Regions from separate parts of the Mus musculus genome. Here all the other regions are linked to region 2. The links are chromatin contacts, called in public Hi-C and HiChIP or PLAC-seq maps. All regions are on one chromosome and are shown on one strand. The core of a region is the stretch at or near the end of the contact, and the rest is flanking DNA. Distances in the headings are between cores, read along the strand shown.

Region 1 (3,348 bases), core at 111-2,610, 260 kb before region 2:
AGAAGAATTAGGATGGAAACAGGGGGAAGCAGAAGGCTGAGGCAATGTGTCCACTGGCGATGAAGGTCAGTTTGATGACTGGCCTCTATCCATGTCAGGGTGGCGATCACCTGCTAGGCATCAGGCCAGGCATTGGCTGAGCAGTCAGAATATCAGAAGTGTCTGGAAACACGAGGTAGGTGAGATGGTAAGATGGTAGGATATTAATAGGAAATATAAGGGCAAAAATGCTTAGGCAATGATGACATAGCCTACCGTGGGGTAGCATGTGAAGGGGATTTCTCAAGACCGCCTGGCTCTCCTGGGTGCAGGAAAGAATACTAGTAGAGAAAGAATGAGGATCAAACACAGGAGATCAAAAAGATCTGTAGTTGAATTGTAGGAGAGACATGGAACTTTGTCTGAAACTAAATACATTCCTATGTGTTGCTTGAGTCTGTTTCATAAAGACATAAAGGGTGAAGAATTTCTAGGACTGCTGTTGATGAGTGGAAAAATAAAATGGAAGGGAAATAATTGAATTAAAGTAATTTTATCAACTGAGAACCCAAGGATGCATATTACTATCAATGATATGATTATAATTAATTTTAAGTTATTTGCTTTCAAAGCTTGTGGAAGAGAATAATTGGGGGCTTCTTAGATCAAACAAAAGACGTGTAATAGCAAATAGAAATTTTTTTATGGAGAACAATAGATGTGCTTAATCTCTTAGATCAAATCCACAGTCTTATTGATTTGACTTCTCTGAATAAATATTTAATTGGGAAAATCACAATGTAATCATGACAAGACAAATGGCTAGTATCAGTTAGCCAAGTTTTTATTAGATTACATGTTCTCTTCTGGACTACACTAGAGCTGATTGATTGGAAGTCACCCACACAAATTAAAATAAGATCCTTGGTGATAAACAGAAACATAAGGAACATGATGCATCAGTGAAGGATTACTGTGACTCCGCAGCATCAAAAGTCAAAACGCTGGTTCTGGTGCTGTGAAATGCCAGCTGATGCGGTGAGCAGACCTCACCGAGAGCTGATACAATGTAAATGTGTGATCCATGAAGACCTTTCCCTGTGGGAGGCTTCACACTGTTGTGGCAGAAAACTCCCTCAAATGCAGGTGCCACTACACGTATTAACAACTTTACCCAGTCACACTCAATCCCTGAAGAAGCCAGATGGCCCCCAGGTCAGCAGAATGCGTCAGAGCCTGTATAACTTGAGTCTAGTCCAGCATTAGCTTTACTGTTACATAAAAGCAGCCAGCACACTCACAACAGGAGGTTGAGCACACGTTTCTTGGTCCCCAACCAAGGGGATGTCTTATGCCACGTCCCTGAGAACACAGCCACATGACCAAGTTCTCTGTTGCTTCCTTCAAGCCAGTTTTTCCCATAGGAAAGGCATCCAGTGCATATAGCTGATATGTGCTTATTTTTAGTTCCTCTTTGTGTTCTCTTCCTCTATCAACAGGAAACACATCTCTTCTATTCTTTCTGTACTTTAATGGGAAAATGGGAAAAAGCCCTAGCACTAAAAATAAATAGAATCCAAGCCTAAATGAGGGCCTAGTGGGTGCAGCCTATAGGCTCTGCCACAGGCCTGAGGATCACATGTCTCCCAGGGACAGAATCACCAGGCAGGTTGTCATAGTAACACAGTATTAGAGGCAGGTGGCAGGCTATCCACAAATGTGGAGCACAGGGGACTCAGCAGGAACTATAAAAACAGTACCTGCTGGCAGCCTGCGATCCTTCTTGGAAAATACTGTCTGTATTCACTATTTTGTGTCAAAAAGGCTAATATTAAATGTACAGAAAATTATTCTTGAAAATCCACAAGAAATCAATTTATTTCAAATGAAACTTTGCGAGTTATGTTTTCCAAGGTTCAGAATCTAAGTCCTAGAATTGTCAGTTACATTTCATCTTTTCTAATACACCTGCCATTGGGAGCTTATGGTCTCTGTGGCCACACCTATTTAGACACACAGAGGGCATATTCTACACATCTGCTGCCACGACCTCTAGATTATGCATGCTCTCTTTATGTTAACTTCTACACGCCAAGGACACATCTCTATAAGAATTTCCTGGGGAGGGGAGGTGCTGTTTCTAGTGGTATACACCTTTAATCTCAGCACTAGGAAGATGGCAGGCAGATCTCTCTTGAGTTCAAGACCAGGCTGCTCTGCATAGCAAGCTCCAGGCCAACAAGAACTATATAGTGAGATCTTGCCTCAAAAAAAAAAAAAAAAAAAAAAAAAAAAAAAAAAAAAAAAAAAAAAGTTAAATGTTACTTGGGCCTGCAAGATAGCCTAACAGATAAAGGCTAACAACCCGAGTTCAACCCCTGACCCTATGTGATGACTTAGGTGCCCACAGTAGCACCTGGTTCAGAGAGCAGAGGGAGACGAGCCTGTGGATAGACCAGAGATAGAGGTCTGATGCATGGGTTGGATAAAAGCAAGAACACTTCCTTCACTGTAATAGAGGGCAAAAAGTAAAGATCATGTTGGCCTTCAACACACATGTATACACACACACACACCATAATAATTTTAATGTTATTTCATGCATTCACTGAAAGCAGATGGCAAGCAGGTAGCAAAATGAACATTCTGCTTTCTTCTCACAGGTCCAGTTGTCTCCTAGTTCCCCATGGAAGCTGATGAGTTTCTACCCTACACTGTTGTCAACTGTGTGTGCTATGTGTAGTCATCTTTTCTTTTTTTTATTTATTTATTTATTTATTTATTTATTATATGTAAGTACACTGTAGCTGTCCTCAGACACTTCAGAAGAGGGAGTCAGATCTTGTTGGTTGGATGGTTGTGAGCCACCATGTGGTTGCTGGGATTTGAACTTCCAACCTTTGGAAGAGCAGTCGGGTGCTCTTACCCACTGAGCCATCTCACCAGCCCAGTCATCTTTTCTTTATTGGAGTGCACATGTGCACACATATGCGCGTGTGTGCATACGTGTATGTGTGTGTGTGTGTGTGTGTGTGTGTGTGTGTGTGAGATCTGTGCACATATATGGAGGCCAGAGGTCAATACTGGGCATCTTCCTCCATTACGTTCTACTTTATTCTGTGAGGCAGAGTCTCTTACAGAGCCTGAAGCTCACCATTTCAGCTAGACTGACTGATCACTGAGCTCCAGGGCTTTGCTGCCTCTGCCTCCCCGGTGCTGGTTTTACAGACACTCACACCATGCCTGGCCTTCCTATGAATGCTGGGGATGCTACCTCAGGTCCCCATGCTTATGCAGTTGAGCCACCATTCCAGCCCTGCTCAGTCATTTCTGTGTGAATCTCTTCAGCTTACTCCTCAGCCTGCTTGA
Region 2 (3,519 bases), core at 95-2,594:
ATTATACCGCTGTGTGTCTGGTCCCTCAGGGGTAAGGGATGCCTTGGCATGGACCCACTGAGATATCCCCTCCCCCCATACCTCACTACACGCCCACAGAACATATTCTCTCTCTTTATCTTTTTATAAACACATCAGGAAACAAAGCATAAAATGTTGGAACACGTTCCCCCTATTGGTAAGCCAATTTTGATGCCTTACCACTGACAGTAGTAAGTCATTCTTGCTCAAAGCAAGAAATTTCACTTGGGATTCTAAAATCAATTTGTTCTCACTGATTGTGCCTTTTGCTATAGTAAGATTGAGGCTTATAGATCCTTGTTAAACTTTGAAAAATTGCAATCAACCCTTGAAGACAAAAAAAAAAACAAAAAAACAAAAAAACAAAACAAAACAAAAAATAACACCCCAAAACAAAAACAAAAACAACCAAACCCTGTGGGGCAGGGTCTGGGACGTAAGAAGCACAGCTGCAGCCCACAATGCTAAACTTGGCTGAGGCTCCCAGGAGGCAGTGGTCCCTCTTCCTGTTTGCTTTGGGCTGGCTCCTTTGTCCTCTTCTAACAAAATTCATACGTAGATTTATCACAGATGAGGAAAATATTTAGCTAACAAACAAGCATTTGTGCTATTAATTTAAAGGTTGTACAAAGAATGTTGACTTTTATCTCAAAGTCAAATCCCTGAAGTCTGTTCCATACACACCCTGATGTAGAAAACACCCACTGAGGCCCTGACAGAGTAGCAGCCTTGTCAGGGACCCTGCGTGTGATGGTCTACCTTGATTGACAACTGCACTGGAAACAAAACTCTGGGCATGACTGTGGGGCACTTTCTAGGTTCCATTCATTGAGGTGGGAGGATCCACCCTAAGTGTGGCCAGCACCATGGTGAGCAGGAGGAGCAGGCTACTGTAAAAAGTGAGCTGACAATGTGTGCTGGCAAGTTTTATATCAGCTTTACACAGCTGAAAAAAAAAATGTCCCCAAAGACTGGCCTGTGGACAGGTTCGGTAGGACATTTTTTTACTTAGTGATTAATGGGGAGGGCAGAGCCCATTGTGAGTGGAGCCACTCCTGGGCTTCTGGCAAAAGCAGGCTGAGGAAGCCTTGGGGAGCAAGCCAGGCAGCAGCAGTGCCCTGGGACTTTTGTTTAGGTTCTTGCTGCCTTGACTTCCCAACCCGATTTCCTTCAGAATATGAGAAATGAAATAAACCTTTGCTCCCCAAGTTGCTTTCGGTCATGGTGCTTTATCACAGCACCAGAAACCTAAGACAGTGAGTGTTCACTGCTTTCTGCTTCCTGACCGTGGGTGCAACGTGCCCCGCTGCCTCCACCACTCTTTCCTTGCACTGACAAGCTGTGAGTCAAACCTTCCCACCCTCAAGTTCCTTCTTTCCGGTACTCTGTCACAGAGCAGGACGGTCACCAATACATTGAGGAACTCAAGGCTAATTAAAGTAAATTTGACTTTGACAAACTACTCTGATATTGAAACAGTTCTTTTCTCCACTGATACACTGATACAATACCAAGTAACGCTCTCAAAAAGCTGAATTTTGGAGAAATAGTATGATTTGTAACAACATGGCACTTGAGGATCAGCTCTTCCCACTGGGCTCCTTGTTCCCTGTGCATCACTCCCTGCAGAAGTCCTGAGTGATTGAATGTGTGCTCTTGACACCAGCAAGACCACACATCAAGGACCCTAGCCTCAGACTCAAATGGCAAACCCCATCCTGCCCCAGCTCAGGAAAATGCTAAAGCCTTCCTGAAGGGTCTGAGTACGGAAATTGAAGGTGTCTGCAGGAAATGCCCACCAATAGCTCCCCAGACCCTATATTTATGGCCCAAAGACTTTTCTCCTAAAGAGACTGCTCCTACCAAGATTAGCTAAGCCTGTCTCCTGATCCAGATGTATTCTATAAACCTGCCTCCTTGTTTATCTATGTAAACCCACCTCCCTTTCTAACTCTACATAACAAAACACTGAGCTTCTGGGATACAGTTTCCCAACAGAGAGCTCAGTCCACCTACTACCAGCTTGTCTGTATGTTTGTCTTTTATTTCTTTGCCCCTGTCAAGTCAGATCTATCCCTGTACAGGCTGCACTAGCACCCTTAGTGTATCCAGATGACATACTGATGACAGAAAAGAGGCGTGTCACACTGGAACCAGCTGCTTGCAGCTCAGTCTGACTTTCCACCTTTTCTTTCAGAACAAATTGGAAGCCACCTGCAACTAATATAGATACTCAAAACAAGTGTCTCTTTATGATCAGAATATTTTAAAGCTTTCAAGGGGAGAACACTTTCCCCCAAGACAGGGTTTCTTTGTGTAGTTCTGTCCTGGAACTCACACTGTAGACCAGGCTGACCTCGAACTCAGAAATCCACCTGCCTCTGCCTCCCAGGAGCTGGGATTGAAGGTGTGCGCCACCACTGCCAGGCAGAACACTTTTTAAATGGTGTGGTGTTTGAATAGGAACAGCCCCCAAAGACTCAAAGTGTTTGAATGCTTGGCCCACAGGGAGTGTCACTACCAGGAGGTGTGGCCTTGTAGGACTACTGGCCTTGTTAGAGGAAGTTTGTCACTGTGGGGGGGTCTGTGATGCTCAAGCTTCAGCCAGTGCAGCACCCAGGCTCCTTCTGCTGCCTGTAGATCAAGATGTGGAACTCTTAGCTCCTTCTCCAGCACCATGTCTGTCTGCACACTGCTAAGATTAGCCATCTTCTGGCTAAGCATGCTCATTATTCATTCCTTACTTCCCCAAAGAAATTACTATCCGTGCAGTCAACACTCTTAACTCCATGGTTCCTCTGACAGTTTTCTTTTCACCGTGACTAACATCCACTTAGATCCAATCTGCTTTCCCAATCCAACTGAAATAGCCACTTTGTCCACAGGCACTGCACTTAAGCACATGGAATAGAAAGAAGAATTAAGACACACAATCTGCCTTTCAAGATCATAGTCAGTCAGATCTGTTACTGAGGCGCACAGGCTGCTTGCTTCTGAGAGGAGAGTGCCTTGCAGCAAACTCAGGGGTTCTTTCTACCTCCCTGGCTGGTCTGAGAGGACTCAAGGAGTCTCATAAGACAAATGACAAAAACTCCTCAGCTTCGGTGGCACCAAGACCAGCACTCTCCTGGATAACCAGGTGTAGCTGGTGCATATCCTTGAAGAAAGGAGATTAGGGTCCCACGTTTAAGTCATAGAAAAAAAAATCAGAGGTCACAGACAGTTATGGCCGGCCATAAAACTAGTTCCTGATAGCCCCACAAAGGACAGTCTTTAATCCCCCTCCCAGCCTCGGGATTCTGCCCCACCAAATGGTATCATGTCTGAGCTATGACTTACCTGACCCATCTTCCCTCCCCTTCACCCTAAGCATTCAAGGAACTTCTAACTGCCCTGTATATAAGTGCTAAAACACTGGAGCTGGGGGTCACAGACTCCGAACCTATGCTGTAGGGGGTTTGTGATCCGAGTCAGGACTCATTTTCAGTAAAAAGTCTT
Region 3 (3,383 bases), core at 775-3,274, 300 kb before region 2:
TGTTAAACATGTTGTCGTTCCCATTACAGTTTATATCGTCTATATTGTAACTATCTTAGCAGGAACAAAAATATTCTATTTTATTTATTTGTTTGCTTATTTTGGGACACGGTCCCATGCATACGAAGCCCACCTCAAACTCTCTAGTTGAAGAAGACCTTTAACTTCCCTGATGATTTTTGCCTCCACCTCCAACGTGCTGGGATTATGGGCACGTCACAACCGACACCCAGTTCATAGTTTCTTCAGTGTTCAGGATTGAACCCGGCTTCTTCTGCATGCCACACAAGCACTCTGCAAGCTGAGTTACATCTCCAGCCCCTGACAGGTGAAGCTATTCTAGACAATTCTGAACACACACACACACACACACACACACACACACACACACACACACACACAAGGTCCTGTATATCTCTCTAGTGAAATAATGGTCGCCATGAGATTAGAATCCCCCAAGATATTCATGCTAGGAGAAAGAAAGGATGGAGGCAGAGAGGAACATGGGTCCCAGAATGCTGTTTCACACAGCTCTAACAACTGCACAAGCCCACCTGGAGGACAGATTGGAGGTGTGAAAGGCAGGGCCACTCATTGCCCAGGACTGCTCAGCAGTGTGTACCGCGTGTCCTCTTATTAATCCTGAACTTCATGTCAGGACCCCACAGTGTGCTTGGGAGCTATGGGAGCTGTTTGTTCCTCTTGCTGGTGCGACCACACTGAATACATCTTTCTCTTCTCGATGGATGTTATTCACCTCTCTGATTGGCCTATTGAGAGGGGAGGGAGATGACCACGCCTAGGTTGCTGGACTGCCAGGCTGTGACCCAAAAAACTCTGGTAAGAATATTTTCCCCTCCAGCTAAGATGTCAAGTGCAAGAATGTATATTTTTACTTACAGTTGGGTCCAAGGGTTTTAGAAAAATGCATTCACATCATAAAGACTAGTAAATATTTACTGAATGTGTGAAGGAATCTTACATTTAGTATTGACTCACGTACCAAACACTAGTTATTTCCCTTAGATAGTTATGTGAATGAATATACCAAGAATGAACTTATAATCGCCTAGTGTAAAAGCAGGAACTACTTGCTTGTTTTCTTGAACTTTCAGTTAAAATTGGGGGGGGGGGGGGTTTGCAATTCCTGCATATAGCCACAGGATGGCACCATTGCTCAGTGTATTTTCTCTGGAAAGCCGGCTGGTATCAGAAAATTCTCCACCCTCCTTCCCCTCCTCCTTTTTCTCTCTTCCTTCCTCCTAATACTGTAAAAGTAAGTCTTTTCTGAAGCTCTGGAAGAAAAGACACCGAGCAGAATACATTGCTCGACACCTGTCTGGATCCCTTAGCTCCATCTTCTCTCTGGCCCAAAGCCCAGAGTCCTGCTGTTCCCAGGCTGAAAGGCAGTGCAGGGACCTTTAGGAATGCACTCCCTCTCCTCCCCACCACCCCACCACAGCCCCTGACATCCACTCTGAGTTCCTAATAGCACCATCTCAGCAGCCCCTACCTATCCTTCGGTCTGACTCTGAGAAACCATCAACAGAGAGGTTCTCTGGCCTTTGTCTACTGGCCTTATGAAAAGAATCATGTGATGCCTTTGAGGCTGTGGGCGGCACTGATGGTATTTTGTAATTGGGGAACAAGTTTCCAGGGGTGAAGCAGGGTTACTAAAACAAGAGGACAAAAGGAACATTAAAGATTTTGCTAACCTGATAACCCTGCTCAAACCGAACAATTGGGGGGCTTCCATTTCCTGGATCACAGCAGAGCTCTGACTTCCTGGGTTTGAAGGCTGTGGTCTGGTTCTAGCCATTTGCTGGTCTCAGGAATGGAAACCAGTAACCATCTCCAAACAGAGATTGGGAAAGGAAAATAAGTCACACCCACAGGAATTGTGGGTGCTCCCCCACTTCAGGCTCACCTCCCCTCTTCCAAGGCCCAGTCTAACCCAGACACAGTCACTGCAGGGAGCATGAGCAGTGCTTGACTAGAAGGTCATTCAGGGTGATGATTAGGACAGTCATCAATTCCTGAGGCCCAAGAGTGACTCACTTAGCTCTGATGTGCACAGATCAAAGGAGGGTATTTATGGCTTAGACACAAGCCTGCCATTCTTTGCCATAATAAATAATATAAAGTCCTCATTCTGCTGCCTGTCTCTACCCCAGCTGTCTTTGTACTGACATGAACACCCTTCTCTCTTCTCTCTACTCTTTTCCACCTTGAAAAATGTCAAGACATTCTTTGCTGGCTCTCAGACACTCGGCTGCCATGGTGCCATGGGGAGAGGGGCTCAAATGCCCATGTCCCCAGATAAGAGCACAGGCGGGTCTAGAGTAGGCTTGGAGCTAGCTCTTCCTGAGAACTTACCTTTCTTATTTTGCTTGAATGTGTCTCAGTGTTTGGGCATGCTAGAAGCCCAGCCTCCATTTAAGAGCTCCGTGACTTCAGGAGATCTGTCATGCTTCCATTCCCCAGTCTATAAAATATGGGTAATTAATAGCTCAAAGTCTGACTTATGAAAATGACAAGATAAAAATATGTAAAGTGCTCAGCACCAAGCCTGTTGCAAAACAATGCCAGTGAGCGCTGTTCGTGCTGCAGCATTCTTGTGGTATTTCCAAGAATTTATGGATGCAGCACAGACTGTTCTGTGTGTCCTCCTCAGTGAGGATGTGCACCCCACACCCCGCCCCCAGGACTCAAGACTAACAAACACTCTTACAGGAAGCAAATGGCCAGGAGGATGCTGTGAGCAGGTCCAGCTCAGCTTCTCTGTGGGCACTTCAGACCAAGTACTACCCAGTCGTTAGGCAGTGCCGGGTGCTTCTGGATGCTTTAAGAAGCCACATCTCTGGCTTCTAATCCCTAGATGCTAATAGTAGCCTTTTAGTTGTCACCAAAGAAGTGTCTCTGATGTTTGTCTGCAGTGGGCAATGGTTACCACAGACTCAACTAACCCCCTCTCCTAAGGCTGCAGGGACATTGCAGAAGAGGGAGTAGGTACTGAGAATTCTGCAATTTTGGTTTCTTTTACAATCCCAGAAATATTATAAGAATATAATATTCTTTTTAAAAATATAATATTAAAAATATAATAGAATATAATATTCTTTTTTTGTTTTAATCCCTAGTGATATGGGGCAGCATCTGACTGCGATGTGCCCCATGCTCTAGCAGAGGCATGGTTTTGCCAGCTGCAGATACTTTTTGTGATTGTGTGACATTTGGAATTCTGGGGACTTTTTAGAGGGTAGATAAATGCTAGGGCTTGTCAGTTGTTTAGTTTGTTAATAGTCGTGCTCAAAGAAGAAACAAAAGGAAAAAAATTAAATTCTGGAATCTCTCTCTCTGTGTCCTCTATCCTTCTTCTCTCC

What was found. Hi-C and Micro-C count contacts between places; a contact is called where the count stands out from the background. HiChIP or PLAC-seq counts read pairs in DNA pulled down with a chosen protein or histone mark.
Region 1: a Hi-C map of bone marrow-derived macrophages shows a contact between it and region 2, with 35 read pairs. The contact joins two enhancer-like sites. A contact is called at or near these places in 1 of 15 datasets of contacts at CTCF or cohesin (the NIH/3T3 cell line), 1 of 484 Hi-C or Micro-C datasets (bone marrow-derived macrophages), 7 of 115 datasets of contacts at active chromatin or transcription factors (the 230-238 cell line, bone marrow-derived macrophages, embryonic stem cells and 3 more) and 1 of 9 other capture datasets (bone marrow-derived macrophages).
Region 3: a contact with region 2 is called in an H3K27ac HiChIP or PLAC-seq map of acute myeloid leukemia, with 8 times the contacts expected there. The contact joins two enhancer-like sites. A contact is called at or near these places in 1 of 484 Hi-C or Micro-C datasets (bone marrow-derived macrophages), 15 of 115 datasets of contacts at active chromatin or transcription factors (T-cell acute lymphoblastic leukemia, acute myeloid leukemia, bone marrow-derived macrophages and 8 more) and 1 of 9 other capture datasets (embryonic stem cells).

What each region holds. Positions count from the first base shown.
Region 1 is chr11:22,670,656-22,674,003 of GRCm38.p6, forward strand. No RefSeq gene overlaps it. Among named protein-coding and RNA genes, the nearest start is that of Gm40816, 18 kb to the left of the region's middle. Within about 2 kb of position 1,361, at least 58 of the 459 cell types and tissues checked have an H3K27ac peak or open chromatin away from gene starts, as enhancers often do. A contact at or near this core is called in bone marrow-derived macrophages, where this site is marked.
Region 2 is chr11:22,927,652-22,931,170 of GRCm38.p6, forward strand. All of the region lies in intron 2 of Commd1 (COMM domain containing 1), which reads right to left. Among named protein-coding and RNA genes, the nearest start is that of Zrsr1, 43 kb to the right of the region's middle. Within about 2 kb of position 1,345, at least 61 of the 459 cell types and tissues checked have an H3K27ac peak or open chromatin away from gene starts, as enhancers often do. A contact at or near this core is called in acute myeloid leukemia, bone marrow-derived macrophages and regulatory T cells, where this site is marked.
Region 3 is chr11:22,630,532-22,633,914 of GRCm38.p6, forward strand. No RefSeq gene overlaps it. Among named protein-coding and RNA genes, the nearest start is that of Gm12052, 21 kb to the left of the region's middle. Within about 2 kb of position 2,025, at least 145 of the 459 cell types and tissues checked have an H3K27ac peak or open chromatin away from gene starts, as enhancers often do. A contact at or near this core is called in acute myeloid leukemia, bone marrow-derived macrophages and regulatory T cells, where this site is marked.